Regions from separate parts of the Mus musculus genome. Here region 2 is linked to region 1. Evidence: chromatin contacts called from public HiChIP or PLAC-seq data. All regions are on one chromosome and are shown on one strand. The core of a region is the stretch at or near the end of the contact, and the rest is flanking DNA. Distances in the headings are between cores, read along the strand shown.

Region 1 (6,072 bases), core at 1,911-4,410:
CCTTAGGTGGCAGGATATGAGCCCCGTTGTAGACCAGCGGATCCAAACACCCTGTGTTGGCCAGCTCACTCCTCGATCACTCATTTTCTTGTAATACATACATGTTCTCTCCAAACCTAGCATGCCTTCAAATATCAGAAAAAGACAAGTTGCACGTCAGCATCTCGACGCTTCTGCAGACTGCTTTCACACAGAACATACTTGGCGGCTTGATCTGTGGCATTTGCCTATTGTATCCCCATGCATCCTCTGAATTGATGCTAGTATCATCCTTGCTTTACACGTGGAGAGTGGAAGCCAGACCATAGTGAGCGTTATCTGAGCAATGTGCAACCAAGATTAAGTTGTCAGAGCTGAATGACAACAGCCCAGGCAGGCTGTCTGTCACACGGCTCCTACCTGATGCTTACATGACTGCTCGCCACCCCATAGTAACTTTCATGTACATGGCATTCACCTTAAGGTCACAGGAGTCACTGTTATTCTGTGGATCAGGAAGAAGAGGCTCCATGCAGCTATGGAGGGAATGGTAATATAGCAATGTGAAGTGCTAATGGCCTTTGCCAAGTGTCTCTCACACACTAGTTACCCCAAGGCATAGTATTTAATCCTCACAGTGCCCACACCTGCCCTCAGCCCTGGCATTGACACAGCGGGCAGGAGTCCCTGCTGTTGCCAAGACAGCAGAGGCTTCTCCCATGTGAGGCCCAGCATGGATAGTCAGTATTGCTGTTCTGAGGGTGGGGATGGTTTGGTGCTCATGCTGTCTCTGTTCTCTCTCTGTACAGCTGAGCATGGTGCTACACCTCAGGGTGTCTCCTCAGGTTGAAAGTGGACTTGCAATCAAAGCATTGTGAGTTCATCAGTAGACATGTTAGGATCCTTCTTTCATAATCATGATTGATTCTCCCATGTGGAGAAATCTGGAAGACCTGATGGCAGCCACAAAAATTAATATTCTTGTAAGTCTGGGAACTTAGTGCATCCTAAGGAACAAGAGTACAAGAGAGAGAGAAGCCTTAACAGGGAAGCCTAAAACCTGGGGCCACTTTCCCCCTGGAGGTGACTGCTGACCGCCAGAGACAAGTGGGAAGGGGAAACTTGGCTCTAGAGCCTGGGATTACCCAGGAGTTGGTCTCGACAATGAGGGATATGCATCTATAGACAGGGTAAACTGGAATTAGATCAGCATTTCCAGAGGGCCAGCACTGGGTCACCTCAGCTGCTGAAGGTCCTTGGGGATTTGGTCCTGTCAGTGATCCATCATAGTCACTGTCCAGGAACCAGGAGGAGCCTTCTCTAGAAGATGACAATCCATTCAGAGCCTCAAATAATCTCTATAATTAAAAATGCATATTGTCTGTGATATTAGTGGGAACACGCCAACTGGAGAGAGTAAACTGTGGGACTCCCTCAGTATTAAATTATATGTCTACTTTTAAGCAAGCCGGCCATTGAGGTGTTGATCACAAAGGGTTTGTTGGAGACCAAGAAACAGTTTCAGATTTTTGTTAAGATTCACAAGCTTTTATGGAGATATTGCTAGCTAAATCCACGATGTGTTAATTTAATCAAGACTATTCTGAAGTGAATGCATCACACAATTGAAATGTGATCCCTCGTATTTGGAAGACTTCTGCCTCCTTAAATAAGAATGTTATAAGATGAACAGTACCATGATTTAAAAATTGCATATAATTTTCTGTATGCCCTTCTCAGAAATTAAGCATTTTGATTATGATTAATTTTTAGAAGATATTTAAGCTGGGGCTTGTCTATGTTATTAAGAACAAAATATGTATATGTGTATTTCTTTGTGAATGTATTTGTATATTTATGTATATCTGTATGTGCATATATATGTGTATGTATACTGTATTTTCAATTTTCAAGTGGAAATTTCCCATACATTTATCAAATAATATTTGTTTTGCTATGTGGTCTATTAAAAGTACATAAGTCATGCCTAACACCATTAAAATAGCCAAAGTGATGAGAAAGAAGACACATCTAAAACTAAGAAAACAGGGGCAGGACCAGGCTCCCACCAGAGGGAATTTGATACGTATGTGTAGAACTCATGTGGAGGGCTGAAAAATATTATGGGAATATTAATCCCAGGTGTGGGAATATGGGGCTGCTTCAGCTTGTCCACAGCAGCTGACTATGATTTGCCTCGTGCTCTAGCAGGGGTGTGATTTTGCCAGCTGCAGATAGTTTCCGTGATTGTGTGACATTTGGAATTCTGGGGACTTTTCCAAGGGTATATAAATGCTAGGGCCCGGAGAGGTGAGTGGGTTGTTAATTGATGGTCGTGGTTGGTTTGGTAGTCATGCACAAAGAAGAAACAAGAAGAAGAAATTATGTATACTGATGGCAAAGATCAAACTGAACTCTAACCAACAGGAAGTAGTTTAATGATAATGACGCCCCTTTCCCCTCTAGCCTTTTCTCTCTCCGATCTAGTGTTAGGGGGTTAAAAGGGTGGAGGAAAAAAGAACCTATAGAGTAGCCAAAGGCAAGCTCAGGCCTCCAAATAAATAAATGTAATAAACAGAATAGTAAATGGAAAGGAACAGTGCAGCCATCACAGGCCAGCTCCAAAACACATTCTTTTCCTCTTTCATATTTACCATCCATCTGGTTTCTACAGCAAGCTCTGCCTGGTTTTATGCTTCACACCTCTGTATTCTCTCCTGCTGTGTGGCAACTCGCCCTCCAAGTGTATAGACTCACAGCAAGAGCATGTGTTTATTTCTCTGGATTCTGTGGCAGTGTTTCCTAGGTTACCTGCTCCTGGCTTCCTCTGTAACATGGCCTCCGGGCACAGGTGGGGTGAAGGCAGCTGAGCTGCTCCCAGGCTCTTTCACCTGGACACCTTTTTGTCCTCAAGGTCTCCCTGGCCTGGAGCCACAGCTCCTAACAGGAGCTACCCAGTGGCCTATCATAGCACATCCAAACCCAGCCCAGAACCCAGTGTGAAGAGCCAGATTTCAGCTCCGGGTGTATGAGTGTGTTCCCCCACAGAGGAGTTATGTGTGAGGGCATCATATCTGGAACTGCACAGCACTTCTGTCTAGGCAGCTGTAGCCTCTGTGGTCAGAGCTGCTTGCTCCCAGGTTCTTGTGAGTGAAAGCACATCTGTGCTGTGTAACTTCTTTCTCTCCGTGCTAGGTCTGTGAGGTTGAGCTTGACTTCCTGGGAGCTCCTCATTGATACAATGTGTGTACTTACTGACACTTGGGTTTGGCTGCTCAGGTGCTGTGACCAGTGCTCTTGTGTTTGGTGCCTGAGGCTGCTTAGGATAGATGGCCTCCTGCTTGGGAGCCCTTCAGGGCAAGGGCTACACCTGTCCATGTTTACAGAATCCAACCACTTCCGGAAGATCACTGGCTACACCCCTGTGTCTGGGAGGGAATGCCCTTGTCACTCTAGATTTGCCCCCGCTCTGCATTTCTGGTCTTTTAACCTTTGTTGGGTACAGTATCTTTTTCACAGTTTCATTCCTAACTCCTTGACTGTCAATGACTCCGAGGACCTTGTGAGTTAGTGGCCTTTGGCCATCATCTTCTGTGAATCGCTCTTTTCTAACTGATTGCCTCTGCTGATCTGCGGAGGTAATTGTATCTTCCTAAACACTAGATTTTTGTCAGTTACACGTTGTGTTCCGCTTTATACCTCTTTTATGGTGTTTGTGGAAATAGAGATGTTTGTGATTCTATTTTCAATAATCTAATTTCCTTTAAGGTGAGTGCAGTTTTTTTTTTTAAATTCCAATACCAACTTTAAAAAAAAAAGATTTATTTGTTTACTTTATCTATATGAGTATACTGTTGCTGTGTTCAGACACATCAGAAGAGGACATAGGGTCCCGTTACAGATGGTTGTGAGCTACCATGTGCTTGCTGGGAACTGAGCAGCAGTCTCTGGATGAGCAGTCAGTGCTCTTAACTCCTGAGGCATCTCTCCGGCCCCGAGTGCAGTTCCCCCCCCCCCCCCCCCCCCGCAAGATCTTTTCATGTCTTGCTTATGAAACAAGGCTCACTGTGTCCATGGTTCAGCCAGTGCACTGGTGTTGGAAAAAGCTGAAATTTTCCCTGTGCTCTCAAATGCAATCTCCTCCAAACAAGAGGCTTACATCAGGTTTCTGCATCCCTGCAGCTCTACATTCCAGATGAGATTCTGTTTTTTTCTGCTGAGGACCAAATGCCTCTAGGAGTCTGTGAACTTGTTTTGTATCCACTTTGGAATATTTTCATTCACTGTGAAACATTTTTACATTTCAGGACAAAACTTTCCTGGCGAAGGTCTGTCAGTATCTATTTTCAACTTTGGGCGTCTCTCCAAGGCGTTCCTTTCTACCACAAGATGGACACTAAAATGTTTTCGTCTTCTACTTTTTCATCTGGCTGCTTCTCTGTGATTATTTGAGCTTTTAAATTAAAAAAGGAAGTGTAAATGACAGTGCAAACTGCATATAATATGTCTCATCAGTGACACCATCATTAAAATTAAGATGATAAGTGTGTGCCTTGGCTGGAAAGACGGGTCCTCAGCCTTCCTGTCACCTTCCTCAAACCACCACAGGCAGCTACCGATCTGTCTCCATCTCTGCTGACCGGCTTGTATCTCCTAAGTTTTATATCAATGGTACCACACACTATGTGTTCTATTCAATCCCATCTTCCTTCAGCACAGTTATCCTGATTTTGTCTCTGGTGTGTGAACTGAAGATCCATTCTTTTATGGCTGAGTGCTCCACCCATTCTTTAAAGGCTCCACAAGTGGCCCAGGGTACAGACAGACACATTATACTTCGCTTATCCAGCCCCCTTATCGTGGACATCTGAGTTTTTCCTACTCTTTCATTACTCTATATGAAGTTGCTATGGAAAGACACACATCTTTACAAGCCTATATGTTTTCATGTTTCTTATGAGAAAATGGCTGTATAATATCATAAGTGTGTATTAAAGATTTTAAAACTCCCACTCATTTTCCAACGTGGTTGTTCTGTTTGTGTTCTTCCAGACACCCTGTGAGACCCTGGGTCTTCCAGGTCCTCACTCAGACTTGAGTGGCCAGGCTGTAATCTAAGCCACTGTCCCAGGTGTGCAGTGGTTTCTCATTGTGGTTTTAACTTGTGGTTCCTTAACGACTAGAGATGTTCATCATATATCTCATGTGCGCATATCTCTATGTTCTTTGTAAAATGCTCATTGAAATTGTACATTTAAAAATGCTTGGATTATTTGTGTTACTATTGGGCTTTGCTTAACTGGAGGTAAAATCTTTGTTCATAGGTATTTTCTGTTGAAAGTTTACAGTTTATCTTTAGGTCGATGATTATATTTTTGTAAAAATTTTTAAAAGATTTAAAAAAATATGTGTGCATATATATGTGTCCACAGGGGCTAGAAGGTAGAGTTAAAGGTGATTGTGAGTCACCTGACATGGCTGCTGGGAACAGAACTTGGGTCCTGTTGAGCCATTTCTTCAATTTCCTTCTCCTACTCTGCCCCCCCCCCCCTTGAAGATAAGGTCTTATGATGTAATCCAGACTGGCCTGAAATTCACTATATAGCCCAAGATGGTCTTAAACTAACAGCATTCCTCCTGCCTCAGCCTTGCAAAGTGCTGGAGTTAAAGGCACGAGACATCATGAGCTGTCATGACTTTAATGTCTGCTGACTCTTTGAGCTCCCAATCCTGTGATCTATTTTGAATTTACTTCTGTAGATGATGTGAGATGTCAAAGCCCATTTAAGAAAAAGATTTATTTATTTTATATGTTTGAGTACGTTGTTGCAGTCAGATCCCATTACAGATGGATGCGAGCCACCATGTGGTTGCTGGGAATTGAACTCAGGACCTCTGGAAGAGCATTCAGTGCTCTTAACCTCTGAGTCATCTCTTCAGCACAAATATACTTATTTTTCTTGTCTGAATATTTTACCTGTAGGCATGCCACCTACTTGCCAACCACGTGGCCAGGGCATATGAAGTTATAGGTGGCTATGAGCTGCCATGTGGTGCTAAGATTTAATCTTGGGCCTCTGCAAGAATAGGCAG
Region 2 (5,769 bases), core at 1,348-3,847, 72 kb after region 1:
CAAATATCCAAGGGAAGAGGGGAGGTATGGCTGGGTGTGAGTCCCTTTCCCTACAGATGCCCTGGGTGAGAAACTAGCTGAGAGCTTTCATTCCATGTCCTAAGGGTGTTCAGCTCTCATTCTCTCTGGACCCCCTCTCAGTAACTTTTTTCTGAAGTCTACTGCTATCCAAAGTCATCAATGAAGCTCTATTTTTTGTTTTTTTTGTTTTTTTTTTCTGTCTGCCTTGGAGCACTTCAGGGAACACGTTGGGGGCTTGCACACATACTCTTGGTATTCAGGTTACAACTCTAACTAGGGGGAATTACTTGATGCTTGAGACAGGTATCCTGACCAGGCTCCCTTGGCATCCACTCTATCTAGTGGGTATACTCAAATCATGGCACTGTAATCCTAGGAGGATGATAGTGTTGCCTCTGTCATGCCAGGGAACAGCAAAGGGTGGTGTCAGCACCAGGAGTCCTTTGCATGCTACTTCAAGATGAGGAAGTAAGTCAGTAAGTCTGTCTGTCTTGGTCACTCACCATGTGAATAGGCTTCCAGGACCAGTTTCCTTTTCAGAAACTTGATGACAGACCTTTGAAAAGCAGGATTTATTATGGACTAGATTATTCTGTCTCGGCAGAACTAAGCTGTCCTAACCTGTAACTTGTGTCCTCTCAAGAATGGCACAGGTCTGCAGGAGAGAGAGGCTGTTTCTGCCCAGTGGCCTCCTAGCCACAATGTACCACCTCACCTGGAGGTAGAGACACTCAGTTTCTTCTTTAAATCCACAAAAGGGGAGCTGCTAGGAGCCGATATGTCTCAACAACAAAAGAATAAATAATATTAAATGTCATTCTGTGTATTTCTGACATTCTTGAAAACAACTATCTATGTAAAATAATCTGGACTGTTGTCTGTTAACTACTCTCAGCTATTTCTAATTAAATTATTTGAAAACACCCTAACAATAAACTCAGAACCATGAATTTTCTAACTAGCCCTTAACTCACAGGGTTAAACATCTCAGATCAGTTTGTAATGGCATTTATAGAAGGACTGGGTCCAAGCCTTGTACTTTTAAAATTTTGTATCATTAGAAGAAATTTATACCAATGATAACCTTGATTCTGTATCAAAATAAATTCTGTACCAAAATAAGAAACTATGACTTCAACTTAGTAACTATTGTAAAGATTTCTACCAAATGCGATTATGGTTACACAATCAATTCTAGCTTTTTCCTCCCTGTTCCAATTATGACCATTTCAACATTCCCTAAAAAGACAACTAGAATAACCACCTCTAGACCCCCACATCCAGAGAACTGTGGTAATGGCTTTTCACAACTTCTTCAAGCTGAACATGGGCATTGAGTCTATAGAGATGTTTAAATGGGAATACTCATAGAAAACAGGACACTAGTAAGAGACCAAGGAGTGAGGTTTCTAAGATATAGAATGTGGATGGTAATAAGGGGAAAGGGGAATAATGGAAGAGGAAGTAATGGACGGGAGGACATGGTAGAAGAAGGATATATTATATATATCATATGGTCATATCATATATGACCATATATGTATATGTGATCATATATGTATATATGACCATATATGTATATATTATGTTATATATCTTATATATATCTTTTTAATATATAACCCTACATAAAATATTTATACATATTATATATACATATCTCTATCTATCTATCTGGTTATAATGGAGTTAACCTACTACAGGGATATAATGCCTCATTCAGAGATCATTGCCTATAAAAGAAAAAGCTTTGTCCCAGATATAGTATACCCCCTTTCTAGTTATTGATCCTTGGGGTCCCATAGGCCAATCAAAACATTATAGTCTATTGCTATTGTTCTTGGTTACTCTTCAGAACTTGAGGATAAGACACTATTTCTGAAGGTACCACATATGAGTCATAGAACACGGAAAAGTCAGGCTGATATTGACCTGGAAGCTACCATTGGACTGAGCACAGGGTTCCCAATGAAGGAGCTAGAGAAAGGACCTAATGAGCTGAAGGAATTTGCAGCCCCATAGGAGGAACAACAATACAAACTAACTAGTACCCTCAGAGCTCCCAGGGACTAAACCACCAACCAAAGAAAACATATGGTGGGACTCATGGCTCCAGCTGCATATGTAGCAGTGGATGGCCTAGTTGGTCATCAATGGGAGGAGACACCCTTGGTCCTGTGAAGGCTCTATGCCCCAGTGTAGGGGAATGCCAGGGCCAGGAAGCAGGAATGGGTGGGTTGGTGAGCAGGAGGAGCAGGGGAGGACATAGGGGGGTTTTGAAGGGGAAACCAGGAAAGGAGATAACATTTGAAATGTAAATAAAGAAAATATCTATAAAAACTCTAAAATGAAAAAAAGAAGGTTGTGAGGACAGTGCCTGCTCATTGCTGCAGTCTGAGTGTGAAGCCCCCAGAAGCCCAGGTACTTGAATACTTAGTACTCAACTAACAACACTGCTGTAGATTATCCAGAAAATGGAGCCTGGTTGGATAAGATGGATTGATTACTAGGGGAAGGTGGGTCTTGAGATTTTAGAGCCCAGACCCACATCCTGTCTTCTCTCTGCTTCCTTCTACATTAGGATGCAATGAGATTCGGCAAGCCTTCAGCACGGGGGGGGGGGGGGTGGGGTGAGGCTGGGTGAGTGTACACAAATGTTTGATTCTCAGGCTCTGTGAGGAAGGATTCTGAAAATGGGACCTCAAGTGCTTCTTATCGTATGTTTCCTTCCCAGGAACCTGTGGGCCAGGACACCTAGAAAGTCTGTTGTGTCTCACGGTGTCACAGGTGTTCCGTGGTTTGCTCCTTTCTCTCTCGCCCTTGAGTTAGTCTCTTGGGCAGGACTTCTTAAGCTAAATTTCCTGACTGGGCTCTAGATTTACTTAATTATGTAAAGCAAAGTTTGATTTCTTTTACAGCTTCTCCATATTTGGGGGAAATGTATTGCTAGATTTTTAATATGTAATGGAGTTTTTATCTCATTTTTGATTGTTCAGTCAAGATAATGGTTAACTAAATAATTTACATGTCTGTGCTTATACATATCCTGCAACTTTATAAGGTAGTGTGTTACCTCTGTTACTTTCTTAGTGAAGGCCTCTGGATTTTCTACATATGAGTTCTACTCATCTCTGAATAGATCTTTGCTCTGTCTAGCCTGGCAGCCCGTCTTCTTTTCTTCTGGTTTTCCTCTTTTGGTTTCTTTTGTATTGCTCCCAGTGTTCAGTGGGTGCTATGAACATGGGCATGCTTCTCATGTCCCTGATCTTAGGACCAAGACTTTCAGTCTTAGTCTTGTATGCTTGAGTACATTGCTAATTGCAGGGCTTTCTAAACACTCTTTGGTGATATGTTACAAATTTCTGTTTTTTTCCAATTCTTTTGAATAATTTAAAGATATCAACTATATTAAAATCACAATTTGAGATCATCATTGTCCTTCCCTTTGATGTATTAGTACTTTCTATTATGGTGGCTGTTTTTTATGTATTGAATCAACTTTGCCTTTCTGAGATAAATCTTTATTATTAATTAATTAATCAATTGTTTCACTTTACATCCCACTTATTGCCCCCTCCAGGTCAAACCCCTCCCATTCTTCTCAGATAAGATGGGGGCCCCCTGGGGATTCCCTCACCCTGGTACTCTGTGGGGCTAGGTACATCCTCTTCTACTAAGGTCAGACAAGGCTGTCCAGCTAGAAGAACATATCCTATGGACAGTTCATAGCTTTTGGAATAGCCCCCACTCCATTTATTTGGGACCCACATGAAGACCAAGCTGTATATGTGCAGGAGGCCTAGGTCCAACCTATGCATACTCTTTGGTTGGTGGTTCAGTCTCTAAGAGCCCCAAGAGTCCAGGTTAGTTGACTCTGTTGGTATTCCTGTGGAGTTTCTATCCTGTTCAGGATCCACAATCCTTCCCTGTATTCTTCCATAAGAGTCTTCAAGCTCCACCCACTGTTTGACTGTGAACATCTGCATCTGACTGAGTCACCTGCTGGGAGCTTCTCAGAGGAAAGCCATACTAGACTACTTTCGGCAAGCATAACAGAATATCATTAATAGTGTCGGTGATTGGTGCTTGCTTATGGGAGGGGTCTCAAGTTGGGCTGGTTATTGGCTGGTCATTTCCTCAGTTTCTGCTCCATTCACTGTCCCTGCATTTCTGGTAGACAGGATAAATTTTGGGTTGAAAGCTTTGTGGGTGGGTTGGTGTTCCTATCACTCCACTGGGGTTCCTGCCTGGCTATAGGAGGTGGCTTCTTCTGGTTCCACATCCCCAGTGCTGTGAGTCACAGCTAAGGTCACTCTCACTGATTCTTGGACAACTTCCTTATCACAGGTCTGTCTCATCCCCCTACCTCTCTACCTCCATTGGTTGTAGATTTCCATTCATTTGAGATAAATAATAATTGGTTCTGGTATATCATTCCATTTGCAGTTAATTTCTGTATTCTTCAATGTTGTTGAGACTTTTGCTTCAGAATCTTTAGGATGTTAGTCTGTAATGTTTTATTATTGTAATGCCATTGTCTGGCTTTTCTAGCAGGATGATGCATACACAGAACTAGAGAGCTATTTCTCATGCACTTTTCTTTATTCTAAGGTTGTTTTTTTTGCATTTAGTAATGGTATTTATTTATTTATTTATTGCCATTTATTAAATGCTTTTACTTATTTATATTCCAAATGTTGCTTCCCTTCCTGGTCCCCTCTCCCAGAGTCCTTCTTCACCCCAACACCCCTCCCCTTTGCCTCTGAGAGGGTGCTCCCCCAACCCCTCACACACCTCCACTTCACCCCTTAGTATCTCCCTTCCCTGGGGCATCAAGCCTCTATAGGATTAGCCACATCCTCTCTGACTGAGGGCAGACAATGTAGTCCTCTGCTACATGTGTCAGGAGCCACATGCCATCCCATGTAGGCTCCTTGGTTGGTGGCTTAGTCTCTGGGAGTTCTGAGGGATCTGGGTTAGTTGATACTGTTGTTCTTCCTATGTGGTTGCCATCTCATTCAGCTCTTTCAATTCTTCCCCTAACTCCTCCATGGGGGTCCCCAATCTCAGTCCAATGCTTGTCTGTGCATCTGTCTCAGTCAGGTGCTGGTAGAGACTCTCAGAGGACAGCCATGCTATGCTCCTGTCTGCAAGCATAACACAGTATCAGTAATAGTGTCAAGGTTTAGTGACTTCACATGGGATGGATCCCAAGTTGGGCTTGCCACTGGACTGCCTTTCCTTCAGTCTCTACTCCATTTTTGTCCCTACATATCTTTTAGACAGGAAAAATTCTGGGACAAAAATTTTGAAGATGAGTGGGTGGTCCCATTTCTCCATTGAAGGCCATGTCTATTTACTGGAGATGGTCTCTTCAGGTTCCATCTCCCGAGTGTTGGGCATTTTAGCTAAGATCATCCCCATTGAGTCCTGGGAGCCTCTCACAACCCAGGTTTCTGGGACTTTCTAGAGGGTCCTTCTAAAATATCCTTCTACATACTGCATTCCACCCACCTCAGCCCCAACCCCCACCCCTGCAACTGCATATTTTCATTCATTCTTCTGGCCATCTGGGCTTCCCTCCTGTCTTCCCCTGTACCTGATCCTGTCCCCCTTTCCTCTCCTCCCCTCTCCCATTCAGGTCCCTCCCTCCCTCTGTCTCACTAGTATAAAGTTTAGCTATTAATTTGAGAACATTCTTTTCTTTTCTTTTCTTTTCTTTTCTTTTCTTTTCTTTTCTTTTCTTTT

What was found. HiChIP or PLAC-seq counts read pairs in DNA pulled down with a chosen protein or histone mark.
Region 2: an H3K4me3 HiChIP or PLAC-seq map of the SCID.adh cell line shows a contact between it and region 1, with 17 read pairs. The contact joins two enhancer-like sites. A contact is called at or near these places in 3 of 484 Hi-C or Micro-C datasets (Th1 cells, effector CD8 T cells and nephron progenitors), 2 of 115 datasets of contacts at active chromatin or transcription factors (CD8 T cells and the SCID.adh cell line) and 1 of 9 other capture datasets (embryonic stem cells).

Annotation. Positions count from the first base shown.
Region 1 is chr7:140,189,936-140,196,007 of GRCm38.p6, forward strand. No RefSeq gene overlaps it. Among named protein-coding and RNA genes, the nearest start is that of Olfr524, 9.8 kb to the right of the region's middle. Within about 2 kb of position 3,161, at least 38 of the 459 cell types and tissues checked have an H3K27ac peak or open chromatin away from gene starts, as enhancers often do. A contact at or near this core is called in the SCID.adh cell line and Th1 cells, where this site is marked.
Region 2 is chr7:140,262,339-140,268,107 of GRCm38.p6, forward strand. It overlaps 5830411N06Rik (RIKEN cDNA 5830411N06 gene), which reads left to right. Exons shown (of 16, transcript NM_001128146.1): 5 at 429-489. Among named protein-coding and RNA genes, the nearest start is that of 5830411N06Rik, 18 kb to the left of the region's middle. Within about 2 kb of position 2,598, at least 5 of the 459 cell types and tissues checked have an H3K27ac peak or open chromatin away from gene starts, as enhancers often do. A contact at or near this core is called in the SCID.adh cell line and Th1 cells, where this site is marked.